Linked DNA regions of Gossypium hirsutum: region 1 is linked to region 2. Evidence: chromatin contacts called from public Hi-C data. All regions are on one chromosome and are shown on one strand. The core of a region is the stretch at or near the end of the contact, and the rest is flanking DNA. Distances in the headings are between cores, read along the strand shown. Region 1 holds the start of LOC107927197 (psbP domain-containing protein 7, chloroplastic). Region 2 holds the start of LOC107958668 (aminopeptidase P2).

Region 1 (4,594 bases), core at 1,250-3,749, 250 kb after region 2:
TCGAAGGAAACGGTGGCCACCTTTTTTCTGGGTCAGCCTCCATGTCTGCCACTGCATTGTTACAGAAAGCAGCTCAAATGGGTGCAACTGCTAGCACGGGTAGTCTCAACTCTCCCTTGATGGGGAAAAGCTATACCACCACAAGTACCATGGCGCCACCATCGTTTGTTTCAATGCAAACCCATGATAATAATAACAATAATAATCAAACACAAACACTAGGAGGGGCTGATAGTACTGGTTTTACCAGCCAGTCAGATTTTTTCAATGCAAATGGAGGGGTTGATCAAAGCTCAAGTGTTAACAACATGGGTGTGATGTTTTCAGGGATTTTCGAGCAAAACAATGCGTTTTTTAAGAGTGTAGAGAGCAGCACCCCAAGAACTACCGGTTTATCAGGTTTCAGTGCTGATACAATGACTGTGGATTTCTTGGGGATTGGGGGATCAAGACCAAGGAATCTACTGGAGAAACAGCATCATCATCATCATCATCATCATCATCCTCATCAACCGCAGCAAGATTTGGAGCAGTTTGGGGCAATTGGGCAAGCTAGACTGCAAGGCTTGAGCCATTTTCAACAACGTGCAGTGTTGGAGAAACCAATGTGGAAAGTTTAAAAAAAATTTAATAATAAAAAATAAAGTAGCTAGCTTAGCTATATCTCCAATTAGAACTCTCCTTTGCCTGTAACTTCTTTCATCATTTTTCTCTTCTTTTTTCACTCTTTCTTTTGAAGTATATTAAGATAAATCTAAATGTTCTTGCTAAAGAGCAAGATTATTGAGCACTTTGAATAAAATTCAAGCAATTTAGGCCAAATTATATATTCATATTTATGCACCAATAATGCAAACAGTGAAGGCAGGTCTATTAGAAGGGTTTTGAAAAAATATTAAGTTTAAAAATGAGCTTAGAAAAAAAATTAAGTACACTTCAAATATTAGCTCAGTTCGATTTTCAATATTCAAAGGTTGATCTTAGTTTAATCTCACCTATTTTTAAATTTATAATTTGTTGGTTATCTTTTTTTTATGTATTATGTAATATATATAGTATAAAAATTCAATATATTATACTATCAGAAATTTTAATAAAATAGAAAATATATAATGGTTATAAAAGAAATATTTATATATAAAATCACTAAATATTAAGTAAAAATAATATATTTTAAAAATTAAAAAATATTATGTACGAGTCTAAATGAGTTTGAGTTAGTCATTTATAAATATGGACTAACTTGAACAATTTTTGAGGTCATATTTTGAGTAAAACCGTATTTAACAAACTATGTATACGGTTGATATCATACATAAACCTAGCCTGATTTGATTCATGAATATCACAAAATTTTAAGCATGATGTCAAATTTAGCCCTTTGGTTACATTTTTTTTTCAATTTAGCCCTTATACTTTTTTAGCTAAATTTGACCCTCAACCTTTTAAAATGGATCAAATTTGACCATCAAGCTTTCAGAAAGAGTCAAATGGTCGGCTTTTTAATAGAAACTCTGACTGAAACATTAACTTTTTAAACAGGACAACCTACATGACAATCCACATGTACTCCATGTTATTTTTTAAAATTTTTATGAACTTTTTATATGCTTTTTGAATTTTTTAAATTTTGAATATTTGATAATTTTTAAATTATGTGGTGACATGGCATATAAGACAAAAAGTGTCAATGTTAGCATGAAATATACGTGAACTATCACGCGAGTTGTCACGTCAACATCGTTAAAATATTAATGTTTTAATCAGCATTTCTTTTAAAAAAAACTATTTGAATCTTTTTAAAAGTTAAATGGTCAAATTTAGTTCAAAAAAAGAATAAAGGCCAAATTGATAAAATATATATATATAAATATTGAAGGCTAAATTTGATAATATGCTATTTTTTTTATCAAGAACTCCTTTAATTGAGTGTATTAAGTAGACATAGTATTTTTTTAGAACCAAGGCATCTTTCGGCTCATAGAAATTATTTTTTTTAGGTTAATTATTCTTCGTAACAATGTCATCTTTAAAGTTTTAAACTCGAGGGTTTCCTTTTGAAGGTGCAATGTAAATGCGGTTTTCAAAGTTTTGAACCCGAAGTTATTTTTAAAGTGAAATGTAAATTATGTAAGGCCACTTTTTAATAAATTTTTTAATTAACTCATATGAGCGTAAAATTTAATTAATTACTGCATGCAAGCGGCAGATCTGAAGAGTTAAAAATTCATCATTTTCATGCATGATTTGCATTACCTTTCCCTTAGATATCGGCCCAAAAGAAAAAAGATAAAAAGTTTTTTTTACATTTTTATAATCATTGCTACAACTTTTTAACCCTTTTATCAAGTGCACGAGCAAGCAAAAGAGGAACCAAGCATGCCTGTTTAGTACCCATCAAGCCCAAATATCAAAATATTAAACCTAAAAGCAAAAAGGATCAAAATAGGCCCAAATTTAAATAAATAAATAAATAACAGTGGCCTTATTGTAGATTTTGTGGCTATGAACAACTAAACAAACCAAATAAAACGATAGCCACAAAAACTAGATAAGCATTATCAACATTTGCTTGGGAAAACCTATCAACTTGAACAAAACCCAACATTTGGTGCATGATTTGCATTAAGAAACCAGTAAAAATCCCATTTAATTACTCAATCTAAACTATCCAGACATTAATATTTAATACTTTAATTTGTATTGTATGCATCCCAATTGGACCCTCAAAAGTGCAAAATGGCATTGCAGCAGTATTTTCAGGCTTGTAAATACGTCTCCCGAAACAAAGTTTACATGACACAATCATCCAACAATAGGCAAGGAAAGTCCCCGGCGGAGGAATTCGCACCGCTAGCCACCACATTCAGGCGGCGCTTGCTTGCCGGAGTCGGTTCAGCTTCCCTTGTAGCTGTTGGTGCAAATTTTGGTGGCTTAACAAGTTTCCTCCTGGGGTTGGTACCTGAGAGTGGTCGGAGTTTGAAGCTGGACGTGCTTTATCCAATAGAAGGATACAGTCGTCGGATTGAAAACAATGAAGGATTTGGTTAGTAAGTTCTATATAACCTGACTTGTTCCTCAAGTAACTTCGATTTCATTCATGGGATTAATTCGTTAAGTTGGATGTTGTTTTTGTGTTGAGATTTTTGAAATGCAGAGTTCACATATCCGGCGAGTTGGGTTGGTGATCAAAGGTTGCTATATAGAGCAGCTGAGAGATTAGAGAGATCACTTGATCCACTGCCTACCAATAGTCCAAAATCCGGTAACCGTCCCCGGAAGAATGTGAACGAACCAATCGTTGCATATGGTCCGCCTGGTTCAAGCGGGGAGCTGAATGTTAGTGTCATTGTTTCACCAGTTCCCCTAGACTTCTCGTGAGTGCTACTATAATATCACTTCTATATTAATGCATACCTACCAATTAGCTAGGTTGGCTTTGTTTTAAATTGGGATGCTAGGTTGGGTTTGTTTTAGATTGGGCGAATATGGGTTTAAGTTTATTTCAGTTTTGAAATCCTAGAGTTATTTTGAGTTATTTCAGATTTGGATTATTTAATCAAGTTATTTAGGTTGGGTTATTTCAAGTTTTGTCATTTTAAGTTTGATCATTCTAGATTTAGGTGATTTTAATTTGAATAATTTCGAATTCGTGTTAATTTAGATTCAAGTCATTTAAGTTTGTCATTTAAATTTTTTGAGGTGGGTCATTTCAGGGTTTGATTTATTCCGAGTTTGATTATTTTGGGTTTAGGTAATTTTGGTTCGCGTTATTTTAAGTTTGGGTTTATTTGAATTCGGGTCATTCAAGTTGACAAATGGCATTTTCAAGTTGGGTCCTTTCAAATTTGGATATTTTCTTTATCTTTTTGAGTTCAAATCTTTTGATATTTTTGGGTTTGGATATCATTTCTAATTCAAATTATTTTAAGATTGTATTATTAACTTTTTATAACTAAATTAGATTAGACTGAGTTTGAATTGGGCAGGTAGGGGTCTTGCTAATTATTTCAATTAAATTTTTAGATTTCATCCAAGACCATTCCAAGTGAATGTGACCCTCTTAACAGATTTTTAGATTTTTAGATTTACTACAATTTACATCTTGTTTTTCTTCTTTGTTTCGTAGAATTGAAACATTTGGAGGGCCAAAAGAGGTGGGTGAAGCGGTGGTTAAAACGATAACTGGGCAACGCTCTGATGTGAAAGGAACATTGATAGAATCAACAATGAGAGAAGATCCTAAGATGAAAGTGAAGTATTATAAGCTGGAATTCAAGGTTGAAAGTCCTTCATTCAAGCGTCATAATGTTGCCGTTTGTTGTGCTCGTGGAGGTAGGCTATTCACCCTAAATGCACAAGCGGCAGAATCGGCATGGCCGGAGTTGAAGTCGGCATTCTATAGAATTGCTAACTCCTTTAATCTCACCTCTTGACATGGAGTTTCAATTTAGCTTGTATGTCTTCCTAACAAAGATTTTCAGGGATGAATCCAAAAAACAAAAATTTAATAGGGTCGAAATTTAATTATATTTTTTTCATAGATTAAAATATAAGTTTATTGTATATTAATTTATAATTTTATCATTTTTAA
Region 2 (4,224 bases), core at 180-2,679:
CTTCTGCAGCATCATAAGAAAAAAGAAACTGCTCCCTTCAAATTATCAGATATCATCCCAAAGAGCTAAGCATAAGTAGAGGGTATACCGAGTGCAAATTGTACGCTAGATGCACCCGTTTAGGAGGTTGAAAAGATTGCTCACAGGATCAATTCCGACTCGTCCACCAGGAGCCAAAACATCAGTAAGCCATTCACTAGCTTGTGGGACTCCAAAATTACCGGCACGCATGAGTTTCCAGCTTGAATTTAATTGCTTCTCAGCCTAAATGGTCATAGTCAAAGAAGAACTACTGTCAACAAGCACTTATACCATATTGCACCAAACTCGATAGAAGTAGAACTCCATTAAAATGACTATAAAGATTGTCAACAAATAAAACCTGCAGAAAATAGCGACCATCGGTCCATAAAGCTGCTTTATCCTTTGTAACAATAGCAGTCCCTGCGCTGCCAGAAAAGCCTGATATATAAGCTCTTCTCATGTAGCATTCAGCAATGAACTCACTCTGGAAGCCATGCCAAAAATGTTAGAACTTGGATGCTCTACTAACATAAATTTTTAGTCCCACTTACAGAAGCTCTTCTGCATAAAATAAACTTGAAAATAATCATTGAATCAACCAAAACGTAGTAGAATTCCAGGACCAACAGGCAAAAAAACATAGAAAAGTACATCAAAATGTTATCTTTTTTCAATTACAAACATGCAAGGACCAACATACATGACGAGATCTGAGACACTTCATATAATTTATATCAATTTATCATCATAATTCTCAGATAACATCTCACCTGTATTTTTTTTCCCTAAACAATAAAAAATTATGTCTTTTTGAGCAACTAAAAAGTATATTAAAAAGAAAAAGAATTGAACCTGATGAGCATCCTGAGAAGGGATGATATAAGCATCAATACCAATTCCAGGCTTGGTAAAAAGCTGTCGAAGGGCAACAACCTTTTCATCTGGTTCTTGAACAGCAGCACGGTTCCTACGAAGCTCCCATGAAGGCTTGGCGGTTACAGAGCCTGAACCACAACATCTTATGCTAAAAAATGGAGGACCCTTTTGTGATTTCTTATAAATTGTGGGGTTGTTTTTGAATTTGTGGAAAATGGGGATTGAAAAGGAGAAGAAAGGGAAACGAGAAGAGCAAAGAGATGGATTAAGGCATAGAGGACGCATCGCATGTGATGGTAGGGTATGCATAGCTGATAATAGCAGCCAAATTCCAATATAAACAAGGAAAAAAAAAAGATAGCTTCCTTTTTTTTTTCTTCAGACAGAGAAGATAAGGTATTTTAAGGTTTCTGAAAGAAGATAAAGCAGCAGAAGAAATTATGGAAGTTGGTTGAAAACTGTGTCGTATAAGGAAGGAAGACAAAAAAGGTTGCTTTGGAAGTGGGCACTGTTTTTTACTGAAATACTAACCAGCAGGCAACAAGTAACAACCAACAACAAGACACTTTAACAGTGTCTGTTTCGAAAAGGAAAAAGCTTTTTCAGAGTATAAAAACTAGATTGCTGAAACGTTGTCGTTAAGGACTAAAGACAATCATCACGATTCTAAAAGAAATTTGCCAATGGATTAGACTAAATTACCAATAGATGTAAAAAAAAAAAGTGAATAGGCTGTTTGGTGGAAAAATTAGGGGTCTAGGTAAAAATTTGAAAAACGCTTCCAATTAAGAGTATTTTTTATAAAGTCACCTGAAAATGATTAAACTTAAACAATTACTTTTTCAACGACTATTTAATTAGCTGTTGAACTCCCCAACGGTCTGTTTAAATCCTTTCCCTCTCAAGTGGTCACAATTTTTTTCCTATAACCTCCCCCATTTCATTTTTCTTATAATTCAATCTCAATTCTCTCTCACATTCTCAATTCTCTCTCAAATTGCTCTTAATATCCTCTTAAATTCACTCAATTTTTTTTGCTCTCTCAATTTTATTTCTTTTTTATTTAAATTATCTTAATATTTTTGTAAATTATTTTTTCTACTTCAAATTATTTGGGTTTTTTTTTAAATTATCAATGGCAAATTCTCTAATCCTTCAAGATGAGAACCACATTTCTGTCGATTAATTGCAAATGATAAGAATCACTACAACAAAACAGGCCTACCGCGATACTTTTTTATTATTATTTAGGACAATGGAAAAAAGGTTGGCATAGGTCATCCCGACAATTCTCCCAACACTTCCAAAAACATTATTTTTAGCACCATTGGCATAGGTGCCCCGACGCTTTAATTTTGTTTAATTTTTTTATATTTCTTATTATATTTTAATGTTGTTTAATTTATATATTTTCTTGCTATATTTGAATTTAATATTTTATATAATTTTTCTTTAAATAGGCAGAAAATCAAATATTGGAGACCAATATTCATAATCTATCTACTCCGCCATCACCCTTGATTGAACACTACTTGAGATATGCCAATTTTCGCACGTGGCCATTGTAGGTAAGGGGTGTAAGTTGGACTCGACACTTGTAAGCGCAATGGTGGAAAGGTGGAGACCTGAGACGCACACATTCCATCTTCCATGCGGTGAGTACACTATCACTCTGAAGGACGTGTAGTTACAACTCGAGTTACCAGTGGATGGGTCAGTAGTGATTGGGATTGTTCACATAGCTGATTGGAAAGAGATATGCGATGACTTTTTGAGGAGGGTTCCGGAGACAATTTTTGGAGGCCGAATAGAAATGGCTTGGTTAAGAAGAAATTTCGGTAAGCTCGATGAGGATTCAATTGAAGTCAAAAGAGAACAACATGGTTGAGCTTACATTCTTTTGCTTATTGGGGGTATCCTAATGCCAAATAAGTCATGAAATCTCGTCCATCTAAAGTGGCTGCTAAAACTCATCAACTTTAGATAAGCGGGCGAACTCAGTTGAGGGTTCGTCGTGTTGGCGACTTTGAATCAGGAGATGTGTCAGGCGACACAAATAAAAAAAATTAAAATTAGTGATTACATGCTACTACTGCAGTCATGGGCATGGTATCGGCTGCCATTTTTACGTCCTCAAACAAACTACCTTTACACTTTCCTACTCGTAACAAGGTAAAATTCATTAGATAATCTATTTACCATAATAAAATTATTTAAAATTTAAACTATTCTGCTGACAAATTATTTCAATAGGTGGAACCATTGGCTGAGTTACGCGAGACTACCGAAGGAGCTTTGAGATATACAGCTTCTGTTAGACCAACAATCTGAAAGTGGAGGTAAGTATTTTTTTAAAATTTGAATTATATAATATCAATGTATTTGATTTCAAATTTAATAGTATATATGTAACTAATTTATTATTATTTTAATATAGTTTGAATGGATGCCATACGAGGATCCGGCAATTTGAGAATGCATCTCGTCTGAATTATTGGTGAATCCCAACATCTGGCACGTGAAGGTGCTATTGGTAGTGTACGCCATCGTAGAGATGTCGAATAGAGTGTTGCGGCAATTCGGGTTCAAGCAGCCGATTTTAGTGGCACCTCAAAACCTTGATGATCTGCATCTTATTGACTTGCGGGGGAAGTCGGATGAGAATTAGATTAGATTCCACGCCTAATATATCAACATATGAAACAATAGGTACGAGTTTTTACCTACTCGTGAGGCCATTGTCGCTCCAGAGTTAACTTTCAATCCGAAGTACATAACTTAATTTAGGGTTTATGGCAAGTCATACTTGCTAGGGGAGGAGGAGAAGAGTCAATAATCGTATACAAGGAGACCACAGCGGTCTCCGACACATCCAATGTCTTGTGAGGTGGGTCCATCGTTAGCACCTACGTAAGAGACGACACCGACACTAATGGCCACACCACCCCCTGGTCAATATGTCTCGTCCTATTCTAGTGCATATACTAACCTTGTCATTTTTACACAAGCACCATATATTCCACCATATTTTTCTGCTTCTACTTCAATGACAGGTTTTGTTTTTGGACCTCTGTCCCCAACATATTACATGCCGATGCCATCGACATTTTTGACGACAACGATGGCAACGTCGTATACACCGTCTACGTTTTGGGCACCGACTGAGAGTCCAGTCGTTAGACCATTGATGTATAGGACACAATATATTTTTACCCCTCCAATGTTGTCGCAAACACCTCCTGGATAAATGTTCTAACAAGGTGGATCACCTTCCCAACCACTTATTCCTGGTCCGGAGGATGTACGATGACAACCAATGAGCAC

The links. A called contact is a pair of places that touch in the nucleus more often than the background predicts.
Region 1: a contact with region 2 is called in a Hi-C map of hypocotyl, with 2.0 times the contacts expected there. The contact joins the promoter of LOC107927197 here to the promoter of LOC107958668 in region 2. A contact is called at or near these places in 4 of 34 Hi-C or Micro-C datasets (hypocotyl, leaf and petal).

The regions. Positions count from the first base shown.
Region 1 is chrD11:61,375,077-61,379,670 of Gossypium_hirsutum_v2.1, forward strand. It overlaps LOC107927197 (psbP domain-containing protein 7, chloroplastic), which reads left to right and starts at 2,500. Exons shown (of 3, transcript XM_016858229.2): 1 at 2,500-3,046; 2 at 3,158-3,377; 3 at 4,130-4,522. The coding sequence starts at 2,740. The coding sequence ends at 4,436. It overlaps LOC107927300 (zinc finger protein GAI-ASSOCIATED FACTOR 1), which reads left to right. Exons shown (of 3, transcript XM_016858363.2): 3 at 1-822. The coding sequence ends at 620.
Region 2 is chrD11:61,121,464-61,125,687 of Gossypium_hirsutum_v2.1, forward strand. It overlaps LOC107958668 (aminopeptidase P2), which reads right to left and starts at 1,430. Exons shown (of 12, transcript XM_016894499.2): 1 at 877-1,430; 2 at 383-508; 3 at 145-264; 4 at 1-28. The coding sequence starts at 1,209.